Linked DNA regions of Triticum aestivum: region 1 is linked to region 2. Evidence: chromatin contacts called from public Hi-C data. All regions are on one chromosome and are shown on one strand. The core of a region is the stretch at or near the end of the contact, and the rest is flanking DNA. Distances in the headings are between cores, read along the strand shown. Region 1 has its middle 53 kb from the start of LOC123098476. Region 2 holds the start of LOC123098473 (photosynthetic NDH subunit of subcomplex B 2, chloroplastic).

Region 1 (5,897 bases), core at 2,372-4,871, 250 kb after region 2:
GCAAATGTGAGTACAAATGTACTCAGCAAGACTTACATCAGAACTAACTACATATGCATCTGTATCAACAATGGGGTGGTGGAGTTTAACTGCAGCAAGTCAGCTTTGACTCAGTGGTTATCCTGAACTACGTCTACCCGTAATTTATTTGGGGTGAGAGAGCGCACACGAGTCCACATAGTCACCACATCAATACACCCCTATGGATCTGCTCCCGTCCCCCTACGAGAAGGCCATCCATAGCACTCACACTTATTTTGCGCATTTTAGAGCATCCACTTCAAGTTACCTATGAACCATATAAGTCTCAAAGTATTCCATATCCGAGGACGCTGCTATTCGAATAGATCATATTACCCTGCAGGGGTGTACTTCTCCACACACACACTCTCACCACTTACCACCATATACACGTCATGTATCTCGACAACCTTCAAGCGGAAGCCTGGCGAGGGTGTCGGCCACAACCTGACTAACCATGCAAGACTCTAGTCCAGGTTTATCGCCTATCTGAGGCTGAACCCGCAAGGGAAGTCCGGCCGAAGTTTCTATCATGGGCCCAAATGATGTGTGCAGGGTTCCCAAGCCTACCTCGCCTGGTGGAACTATGCTTGGTACACCGAGCCATGGTGCCTAGTCTATCCGAAGCCCACTTGTACCGTGTGCCACTTGGTAGACTACTAGCACGACATAGGTGGGTCATATGATGTCCTTGTACACCGAGCGTGCTTGTTGGCAGGGGAGGCTGTTGGACATAGGTGGGAGAGTCACACTGGTGCAATCATGTCTGACTAATATACCAATCTATATGATGTCCTTTTACCCTCTCCTAGTTGGGGTTAAGAAAAAATTTGATTTCTATAGAGCTACATTGGTGTGGCAAGCTGATGAAGATAATAAGAAATACCATCTTGTTGATTCGGAAAACCTGTTGTATGCCAAAACAGCAAGGGGCCTAGGGATCTGAAATTCGGAGGTCTTCAATAATGCTTTGCTAGCACAATGGATCTGGAAAATGGAAAGTGAGAAAGGTTTATGGCAAAACATGCTTTTAGAAAAATATGTAAAAGGAAAATGTATTTCTGGGGTGACACATAAGACTGGGGATTCCTAGTTTTGGTCCAGCCTTATGAAAGTGAAAGATATATTTTATCAAACGTCTTGGGGATGGTAAAAACACTAGATTCTGGGAAGATTGGTGGCAGGTGATAAGCCTCTGAAAGATGCTTACCCTTCTCATTATTTTATTAGTAATGATCATGTCATCTCAGTCAATGATGCTATTGATTAAGGGTGGCATAAATTTTCTTTCAAAAGATCTCTGTATGATGAATCGATAGAATTGTGGACTAGTCTTAAAGATAGATGTTAGGAAGTTCAGATGCATGGGGGTAAAGATAAACCAATGTGGATGCTCACTTCTCATAGAGTTTTTTCTGTTTAATCTTTATACTTGAATATGATAAAAGTTAACTATGGATTCCCACAGAAATTTCTATGGAAGATTAAGATTCCAGCCATGATTTTTTCTGTGGTTGCTAAACAGAAAAAGTATCTTAACTAGGGACAATTTATTAATTGGGGGGGGGGGGTGGAAGGGGGACAAGAATTGTGTGTTCTTTGGAAAAAAAATGAAAATATTGACCACCCCTTCTTTTCTTGATCTGTTGCAAGGCTCATTTGGAATTTGATCCGATGTGCTTTTGGTTTGTGCTCTATCCGTATCGACCTAAATGATTATTTTGGAAGATGGGCAAGAAGTTTCATTGAAAATGATAAGAAATTGGTTCTGGTTGGAACTGCAGCTTTACTTTGTGCAATTTGGTAATGTTGTAGTGATATTATTTTTTATAGGAAAAGGTTGAATGATCCCTTTGTCCTGATTAAAATGATGTGTAACTGGATTTCGGATTGGGCTGTGTTGCAGGTAAAGGACCCAGAGGGAAAACTACTGATGCTGGGAGCAAGACTCATCGAACAGGTGGCAAGTGAGATCTACCGGGCCTCTCAGGGGTGGAGGATTTGCGTTCCAAGATTGGGGGTTTCGCTGGAGCTCCGGTCGTCCCACTTGGGAGCTCTCTCTGTTGCCCGGGAGAACTTTCTTTTGCGTTTGGGCAGTAGTAGTAGTCGCTAGTGTTATGTTGCTCTTCTTCAGTAATAGACTTCCCCTGTGTGAGTTTAGCTCCCGAGAACTCTGCTATGTAATTTTGCTAGTTTGCATTATGGTTGGAAGGTTGTAGTAGTGTTGGACCTTTTAGTTTGGCCTGGATGTGGCCGCGAATCTTGTGGCTATTGTTGGTTTCTCTAAATGAAATCGGAGGGGAAGCCCTCTTTTGCTAAAAAAACGAGCTACATCACTCGTGATACTATAATTAGCAAGTAATGATACCACTTGGCTAATAATACCATATATAAAAAGTACAATAAGCAAGGTAAATGACGTAAAATGTGTTACCGGATCGGCTCATGATATAATTGCTAACAAGCAGCAAAGCCGCTCGGACACTGAAAGCGACAGTACTGAAATGGTGCAAGTAAAACGAGTGGTTCATGAGCGGCGCCACTCACGACGGTCGTTAAGAAGCACTGACAAATAAAGACATGCTCAGTTACGAGATGATGCGAAGACCACATAATAATGGAAAAACCACATAATAATAATAGATAGATAGATAGCAAACAAATGTTCTTTCTGTGGAACCTCCTCGCACAACAAAAAGATGCTGCAAACGAGGATAGACATCGTCGCCCATTCGGCGCGACACGAATGTCGGTCCATGCGTAAAACTTGAACGACTGCTGAGATACAGGAATGATGCGAAGAAGGCAAAACGGAAACCGGCGTAAGCACATGCTAATAGACAGCAAACAAATGTTCTTTCGGCGGAACCTAGCTCACACGACACAGAAACGCTGCTAACGAGGATCGGCGCCGCCGCCAGTTGGACACGGCACAAGTGTTGGCCCATAGTGGCGTTGCAGCAAGGCTCTCTCTCGTTCTTGCGCTTGGTTTAGGAAATTGCGGCCGTGGGGTGGCATGTAACTGTGGTGCTTTCGCGCAGCGAGTTTGGTTGGTGCCTGCGGGCCACACGCAGTACGTGACCCCTCCGGCGGGTGGGTGTCCGTCCGAAGCAGTCGATCGGCCTCTCCGGCTGCGGGCCACGCAGCACGCACGGAAGGGCCGAGAAGCGGATGCGGGTGGAAAAGGAAAGGAAGGAGCGAGAAGCGGATGCGGACGGGCGGGCTCCAGCGGCACGCACAGTGGCGAGCGGCGGACGCGGCCGCCCACGCGTCGCCCCCACGGCGCTTAATGTATCCTTCCTTTTTTAATCTCTCCTGGAATTTCAGGGAAGTGCTTGTTGGGAGAAAAAAGAAGGGCGGTTGAAGATAAGGCGCCGCACGTGCCGTGCCCGCTCCTCCGGTGCCACTTGCGGAGGAGGGAGGGCGGGCGAGATCGGGCGGGCGGCGGCCCCCACGCCGGACGGACGGGAGAGATGATAAAGAATGGAAGGGGATGGATCTGGCCGCCCGGCCGGTGTCGCCAGATTCTCGATCGCCCGTGCGCCCTCGCCCTGTTTGTTGCGGTGGATGGATGATGGTCGAATCTTTGGGCTGAGATTCCACGCCCGCCCTCTATCGGCAGGGGAAGTCGCCGTGTCGTGCGCCCGCTATAGGCCCCGTCCCCGGTCGACCGGATCCCACGTCGCCGTCGCGTGCGACCGTTCGCTAGATCGCGGTTCAGCACGTCTTTTTGCTATAACTAGTCATGGACAACATACGCGTAGCCATTCATTTGCGCCACAAAAACCTTGTGTGTAACTTGTCATCTGAGATTGACATGGTATCATTGACCCACCTGCACCGCATCCTTTCCTTGGTGACCAAGGATCGCGTCGGGGCACTACTGCACCTAACCTGATCCCAAACGGCCCGTCCTCAACGTTTGCTGACGCGAAACGGCCGACGAGTGACCAAGGGTTTCGAGTGGCTGAAGATCTTCACGCACACCATCGGTCCATCAATCATCGCCGCGTTGTTGTCTAGTGCCACCTCACGGCGCGTCTGCGTCACAGGTCATCCCGGACAACGACCGCCATTCCAGATTTTACATACTAACAAGCATGGTTTGACCGACTGTTCCCTCGCGTCCTGCACACGTAGACGGTGCATCTCAGCCGCCCAAATGAACCTGAGGTTTGCTGGTTCGTCCGGCTTGGCTTGCCGTGCCTTGCCCGAATTCCCTTGCTCGCTCGCATCCCGACACTGACGCCTCAATCAGTGTATGTAAACTCCAGAGCTGCAGGTGGATAAACCATTCAACTTTAACTAATGGCGTAATAATAATTCATGCATGATAGTAGTACTAGTAGTAGCTCTCGCTGGAGCCTCGAGATGTTATCGACTGAGGATATAACGTCGCAATCATGGAGTATCTTATAGTATCATCATCGAATTTTTGGCGCTCATAATCTTTCAGCTTGACCGGTGAGCAATGCAATGACGCCAACATACTGTGTCCCAGGAAATGAAGACAGGACATCGAGGAATCCACAACCCAAGATAAGAAATCTGAATCACTCAGTTTCTTCTTTTTCTGACGGAGAGAAATCTGAATCACTCTGTTTTTTTTTTTTGAGAAACTCTGAATCACTCTGTTGGGACTTGGGACGACCCAGTCGAGCCCTTTTTAGGGGGAGGAACACGAGGCTGATCTGGACCAGATCAGGCCCAGTACACTTCGGGTGGGCCTCGTGCGCGGCCCCAAATTTAGATGTTTAGTTTTTTCAAATAAATGATTAATATTTTTTATAATATATGCGTTCGTGTTGACTTCTTTTCATTCACATTGTTCATTCTTCATATACATCAAAACCTTTTTTAATACTCTAGATGTTTATTATTTTCTAAATCGATGATTAACATTTTTTTCAAATATATGTTTTTTAACAATTTCAAATGAATGGTAAACATTTTTCAAATACACATTGAATCTTTTGTTACATTGTATGTCATGAATATTGTTTTGAAACGCAGGAATATATCTATAAATGTAATATGCATGTTTTTTGAACGGTATGAAACATTTTTTGAATTACAAGAAAATGATTTTTACATTGTATAAAACATTTTGTAAAACTGTCATGGACATTCTATTAAACGTGTGAAAATTTTATAAATGTTGTACACATTTTTTTAAAACTACGTTGACCATTTTCAGATTCACGGTTTAAATTTCCAAGTAATTTTAAAATTTTGAATATACACCCTTTGTCGCTAAAGATAAGACGTTTTGGTAGTTCAAAGTATCTCTTACAAAATTATAGAAACTGAGGTAGTGCATATTTAGAATATTTGTTTCAAAAATATGAACAAAAGAAAAGAAAAAAACAAAAGTGAACTAACATGTAGGGAGCTACTTGGGCTGACCCAATAGTAGCGACCTCCTTTGATCTCGTAGCAGGCGATACATAGCTGCTACCGATTGAGACCACCGAAACTCCAAATATCCAATTCTGAGTCCGGGCTCATCTCCACCTGGTGAAGAGTAAATTAAAAAAAATACTAGAATTTTTTTAAAATTTATTTTTTTCATGGAAGATGTTTGAGTGCATGAGGTCCGTGCCAATTTTCAGCGCATTCTGAAATCTAAGTAGCTCTAAAAACAGGTCCCAACAGTGCATAAATAGTAACTTTTCTAGTATTTTTTGCGGAGAGTTACCCAAATGTCCAAAGAAGCTAAAAATTAGCGCAAATATCATGCACTTAAACCAACAAAATATTTTTTGTTTGAACTTTTCTACTATTTTTTTATTTTACTGGTCATGGGCGGGAGCAAATGTGCTCGGAAGCCATTTTGCCGTTCTTTCAAGCTCTTGTAATACTCTGCTGCCGCCGAT
Region 2 (5,446 bases), core at 603-3,102:
GAGTAGAGTTGCTTATCTTGTGGCCTAACTGAAATTTTGGTGGTGACAGGAGCTGTGTTCAACCTGCTATGTGGTCAAACTGATGAAGTTGTGATGACAAAGATCGAGGACTACTTCCAGCACAAAGTGCCTGAGGTCCCCAACTGGAAAAGCGAGGACAATTTTGAGACTGCTCTTAAGGATGCGGGTTTACTTGAGTAAACTGTTTACTGGCAGAAATAGGTGGCGGCAAATTGCGCGCTTATTTGATTATGTTGTCACCAGCACTTGGGTTCTTTCTTTTGTACCAGATGCTTGTGTCTGGAGTTGTGTGGATTATGTTGAGCTGATGCGATGAATTCTATGAGGGAGAGTCCATTTTTATTGCTCGTTCGTTTGAGGTTTTCAAGTCCTCTTCACACACGCCCATGTAATTTCGTTTGAGAATTCATTTGTATGTTATACTTGTACTACTACGCATGTGTACAGATTGATCGCAGTGGGCAGTTACAAGATTCATCCCCATGTGTAAGAATGTACATGATTGATTTCCTCTCTAACTCTGTTGGCACGCAAGAAAAAGGAAGTGTTACAAGTTGTCGTGCTCGATGACCTGAGCGCCCCTCCACTCCTTGCCGGGGCCGACGACGACGGGCACGAGGATGGACGCCGGCCCGGTGCAGAGGAAGTAGTCGTTGCCGAACTTCTCGTACAATCCTCCCGGGCTGCTCAGGTACATGTCCTCGAACCCCATCCTCACCAGCCTGAACCCCAGCCCGCTAGACTGTCCAAGCAAATCACAAGCCATATATCATCAGTGAGCAATGCGAATGGATGATGCATCCCAAGCCAAGAGACGAACGAACCTGGTCGATGGTGGTGAACTTGGACGGCGCGGTGCTGTAGATGCGCTTCTTCCTCTCCTCGGGCGGCGCCGCGTACACCCTGCTCACCTTCTTCTTGAGGATGGTGTAGAGGTTCTCCTCCACGGTCCAGGCGCCCTGCCGGGGCTCCTCCCCGCCGCCGCCGAACCACCCGGACTCCTCCCGCTTCATGGCCTCGGCGGGGGTGAGCAGCGCGAACCCGGACGCCGGCGGCGGGTGGGAGCAGTAGGGGCAGCCGCGGAGCCCCTCCACGGCCGTGCCCCGCCGCTTGTCGAACTTGATGTGGCTCAGCACGGCGCCCGTCAGCTCCACCGGCTTGGCCCCGTTGTTCTTGACGATCACCGCCGTCGCCATGCTCAGCGGGTACAGCGTCACCACGTACGACACCTCCAGCTTGGCCCCCTTGGCGCTGCACCCGAGCTCCACCTGCACGGCGTCGTATGAGTCCGAGTCCACGTCCGCCACGGACCACTCGGACGCGCCGAGGAGTGACGCGCCGCCGGACGACGAGGAGGAGGCCTCGTTGAGCACGAGCCCGACGCCGCCCTTGACCGCGCCGGCGCCGGCCACGGTGTGCAGCAGCTCCCGGCAGCCGTCCCCGCCCTCCCAGGACACCTTGGGCCGGTACGACGTGACCAGCCCGTCGTTGAGCCGCAGCTGCAGCGAGCTGCCGTTGCGCACGCTCAGCTCCGCCGTGGGCGCGCCCGTGGCGTCCGTCCCGAACCGGAGGCCCTTCCGGCCGAAGGTCTCCTCCAGCTGCGACGTCTGCGTAGCGGCGGGCACCGTCGACGCGACGCCCGAGGCTGCCCTCGCGGCCACGGTGGCCGGCCTGGGGGAGGCCGGGAGGTGGAGCGGGAGGAAGGAGGAGGCGGCCATCATCGGAGCTAGCGCTGGAGTGAGTGATAGCTAGCGGAGAAGGGGAAGGTGCTGGCCTTCCCCTTGAGAGTCGAGGCCGATTGGGTGTCACTGACTGCAGCCTCATATCCACCGGCTTGAGGATAGGTGGTTTCGCGCTCGCTCCTTGTCCGTGTCCTCTCCTTGCTCTGCTGCGACTGCGAGCCTGCCTAGCAACAGCTTGATACCGGAATGAGCATGCAGAAAAGAAAATGATCTTTGTTTTCGCAATTCAGAAACTTCCAAAATAGATGACCCAACTTTGTACTAACTTTAATATAAAATTGGGTCATCTATTTTGGAACCGAGAGAGTAGTATGTTTCAATTTTTATTCAGAGGAACTCTGAGGCCGATGCTAAATTCATGAATGTTCGCGTTGATAGGAATTTACTTGTAGGAACGGATCTCAAATGGGAGTTCTACAAGTATATGTACACTTTCGCAACAACAACGACAAAAGACAAGTATATGTAAAGTGATGGACTGTATACAATATCATGATGTTGTAGCTATGACTACATTAAGGCATTAAAACCGAACCGTACGTACAAGTCAGGATGGCCGAGTGGTCTAAGGCGCCAGACTCAAGTTCTGGTCCTCTAACGAGGGCGTGGGTTCAAACCCCACTTCTGACAATAATTTTTGCTTTTTTCCTTGCTTAATTTCCTGACAATAATTTATCTTTTGCGAGATTCTTCAGGCTATCCTACGGCTGGCAGAAGAGAAGAAACTGCTGACAGACAATACCTACTTTGGCAATGGTGGACTGAACGTAATCGGGGCAACCACGGTGAGAAACGGCTGGAAACTGACGCATTCCAATACTGTCCGGAGCCATGTTCAGCGAATGGTCTGACTGACGCCCTCCATGCGTAGGCCTTGGCCCTCTCCCGTGGCTGATCAGCTTGGAGTTGGCCGGGCGCTTTTCCTTTTTGCGGGTGATCTCTTCCGTGGCATCAAGTTTAAATCCAGTACCAAGTTCATTCAGACTGAGATTGTACATGTTGGACGTAGCTGTAACAAGCCAACGCATGTGCTGGCCGCCATGGGTCCAGTATCAGCTGATGGTGAAGCGTGCTTGTGGGTTGATAGTTTCCCTGTCGATGTAACCCGTGTTGTAACCAGCATTTTTGCCGTGCCCTAGATGGAATACGAGTGTTTCCATTTCAACAACAAAAAAAAAATCTCGTTCGCTCCTTTTCAACTTCTCATTTAGCTTCAAAATTTACCCTAAAGTAGCCCCGCCAGCAATTTATCTGAACATCCCTCTTCCATGCATTCTACTTCCTCCGTCCCAAAATGTAAGATGTTTTTGCTAGGAGGGAGTAGATGTTACCCCACCGCACCGCGCGGAGCCTGATTGGCAAACAAGTGCAGATAAAATTTTACCGTTGATTCAACCACGAATCCCTCTCATCCAGGAAAAAAACTATCAGGGAGGCGACCAACTCCTCGTGCGCTCTGCCGGCGAGGTCGTGGGTTCTCTTGCCCCAATCACCGCTCCGACGATGGATGGGTGAGGGAACCCCGGCTCTCTGCCTCCGTTGTAGGTAGGGTTAGGTTTAGTGTGTTCCACGAAGGTGCATGGATGACGGTGATGCCGGCATTTGGAATAAAATTTCCCAAGCTCAATCCCATCTCGACGACATCCTCGGTGGTGAAATCGAGGGATCTGCGGGAACCTTATTCCATCGTTTCCTTGGTGCGATGGATCTAATGGTGTTTGTTGTGTGCATGTCAGATCTCACCTCATGCGGTGTCCTCTTTGTTTGGGGGAAGGTAAAGGTCAGAGTACTTGGTGGGACGTTGGCGGTAGCGATATTCACGGAATGTGTGGACATCTCTACCTTGATTGGGAAGGTCAAGTTTAAATATTATTTTCGATCAGCAAATCAAGTGGCGCATGTGCTAGCTAGGTTTAGTTATTCCAATAAAGTTTCTTCTAGTTGGACCGATGAGCCTCCAGATTATCTGGTGAGCAAGCTCGTAGATGATGTATCTCTACTGATTAATCAATAAAGCTAGTCATGATGGTCTTCTCTCAAAAGAAAAAAGAACAAGGTTCGAGGCTCGTGGGTGGCGGTTCCGGTGTTTTGTCTCGACGACATCAACGGCATGCAACGGACCTGCATTTCGAGTAGCAAGGGATGATCCCCAGTTGACGGGCCAGAACGAAAATGGACTTGCCGACGACAATCCTCTTCTTCGACTCACAAAGCCCTCATGGGCGGTGTTGCTTCTTTGTCTTCGAAGGCCGCAAGTGGCGAGGATGGTCTTTGTAGAAATCTGCTTCAATGGAGTTTTCTAGCAAATATTTCTGGACATGCGTCCTCTCTCTTTTTCTCCCGTGGTTTTCATGATTCCGTGTTGTAATTTGACGTATGTTTAATGGTGTGCGAAATTTCTAAGAAAAAAAACGAGAGGCCACCTTAACGAATCCATATTTGCCTGCCAACGATCCGGCCGGCCTCCAAATAAGTTCCAACTTTCCAAGTAACAAATTCATGAAGGGATCACCAGAGCAGAGCAGCATGATCGTGTCTACTTGTGCGCCAATTGCCTTGGCGATGGACACGTACTTGTCCTTCCCCGCACGGCCTCGTCCGCGACGTACTCCCCCGCCCACCGGCACAGCGCCGGGTGCTCGTCCTCGGCGAGCAGCGTCACCCCGGCCATCTCCTCGAACACCCCCAGCCAGTGCGCGAGCCCGCTGGCGGCGACGTCGAGGAAGCCGACGCGGTCGCCGCCGAAGAACCTCCTCCCGCCGAGCTTCGTGCATTTTGTGCTGGTGTACATATTTGCCACAAACTTCCTCGTAGCTTCGTATTGGCGATACGTTCTATAGTATACGTGCTATGTTCTCCCGCCGCTGAAAGTTACCTACCGTCAGTCTTAATCCGGCAAGCTCTAAACAAATAACAAACCATTGTTAGCTAGCTACTAGTACTATGTGTCTAGTGATGTATAACTTTCGTTACTTCATGTTTTGGATGCAATGGGTAGCCTCTCCAACCAAGCTTCAGATTTTCGAAGAGGTCAAAACAAGAGGGAAGGAAGGTATATACCCCTACACTTGTTACAACCATGTAAAACAAGGTGCATGTTAGTCAAGGAATTGAAACAAAGATCCCAATTTCCCTGGAAAACCAAAAGCCTGAACCATGGAGTAGTGTTGACAAGTAGTGACACCACCATGACACAGCAGCTAGCGATCGTTCCAAATTCTTTTTAAGCTGAGCTTGACACCTCTCTAGGATACAAACCAGTGACCCACTGACAAGGACATTTATTCACATACCACTCACCAAGCAACCAAAAACAGGCATCGAAATTCTGAAGCATGTCAAGTGGACAAGCAGTGAGCAACACAGCACTCAACCAAGCACACCACCGCTTTTCTTCCCCAAACGGAACCACAAGCAAAGCACAGATGCAACGGCCTCCAAAAGAAGCCACACCTTTGCCAAACTTGCCTTTGCCCGGTCAGCTTCGCACCATCTATCATCATCCATCTAGTGGAGTGGAGCACCCAAAAACGGAGGCCTCCGCATCAGCAGATACGAAACCAAAGCAAGATTTCTGTTGTAATATAATCTTAATAAGACGCGAAAACAGCTCCAATCTAGAACCCACTTTCAGATCCACTCACCCAACACTCGACACAAACACATAGTACTTACTCAAACAC

The links. Hi-C and Micro-C count contacts between places; a contact is called where the count stands out from the background.
Region 1: a Hi-C map of leaf shows a contact between it and region 2, with 9 times the contacts expected there. The contact joins the enhancer-like site here to the promoter of LOC123098473 in region 2. A contact is called at or near these places in 4 of 5 Hi-C or Micro-C datasets (leaf and an unstated tissue) and 1 of 1 datasets of contacts at active chromatin or transcription factors (leaf).

Annotation. Positions count from the first base shown.
Region 1 is chr4D:443,376,465-443,382,361 of IWGSC CS RefSeq v2.1, forward strand. No RefSeq gene overlaps it. Among protein-coding and RNA genes, the nearest start is that of LOC123098476, 53 kb to the right of the region's middle. Within about 2 kb of position 3,622, at least 8 of the 8 cell types and tissues checked have an H3K27ac peak or open chromatin away from gene starts, as enhancers often do. A contact at or near this core is called in leaf, where this site is marked.
Region 2 is chr4D:443,127,264-443,132,709 of IWGSC CS RefSeq v2.1, forward strand. LOC123098473 (photosynthetic NDH subunit of subcomplex B 2, chloroplastic) reads right to left here and starts at 1,853. Exons shown (of 2, transcript XM_044520459.1): 1 at 846-1,853; 2 at 409-763. The coding sequence starts at 1,742. The coding sequence ends at 569. It overlaps TRNAL-CAA (transfer RNA leucine (anticodon CAA)), which reads left to right and starts at 2,310; the gene lies at 2,310-2,393. LOC123098471 (DEAD-box ATP-dependent RNA helicase 38) reads left to right here. Exons shown (of 7, transcript XM_044520458.1): 7 at 50-498. The coding sequence ends at 201. LOC123098474 (YTH domain-containing protein ECT4) reads right to left here. Exons shown (of 9, transcript XM_044520462.1): 9 at 5,317-5,446.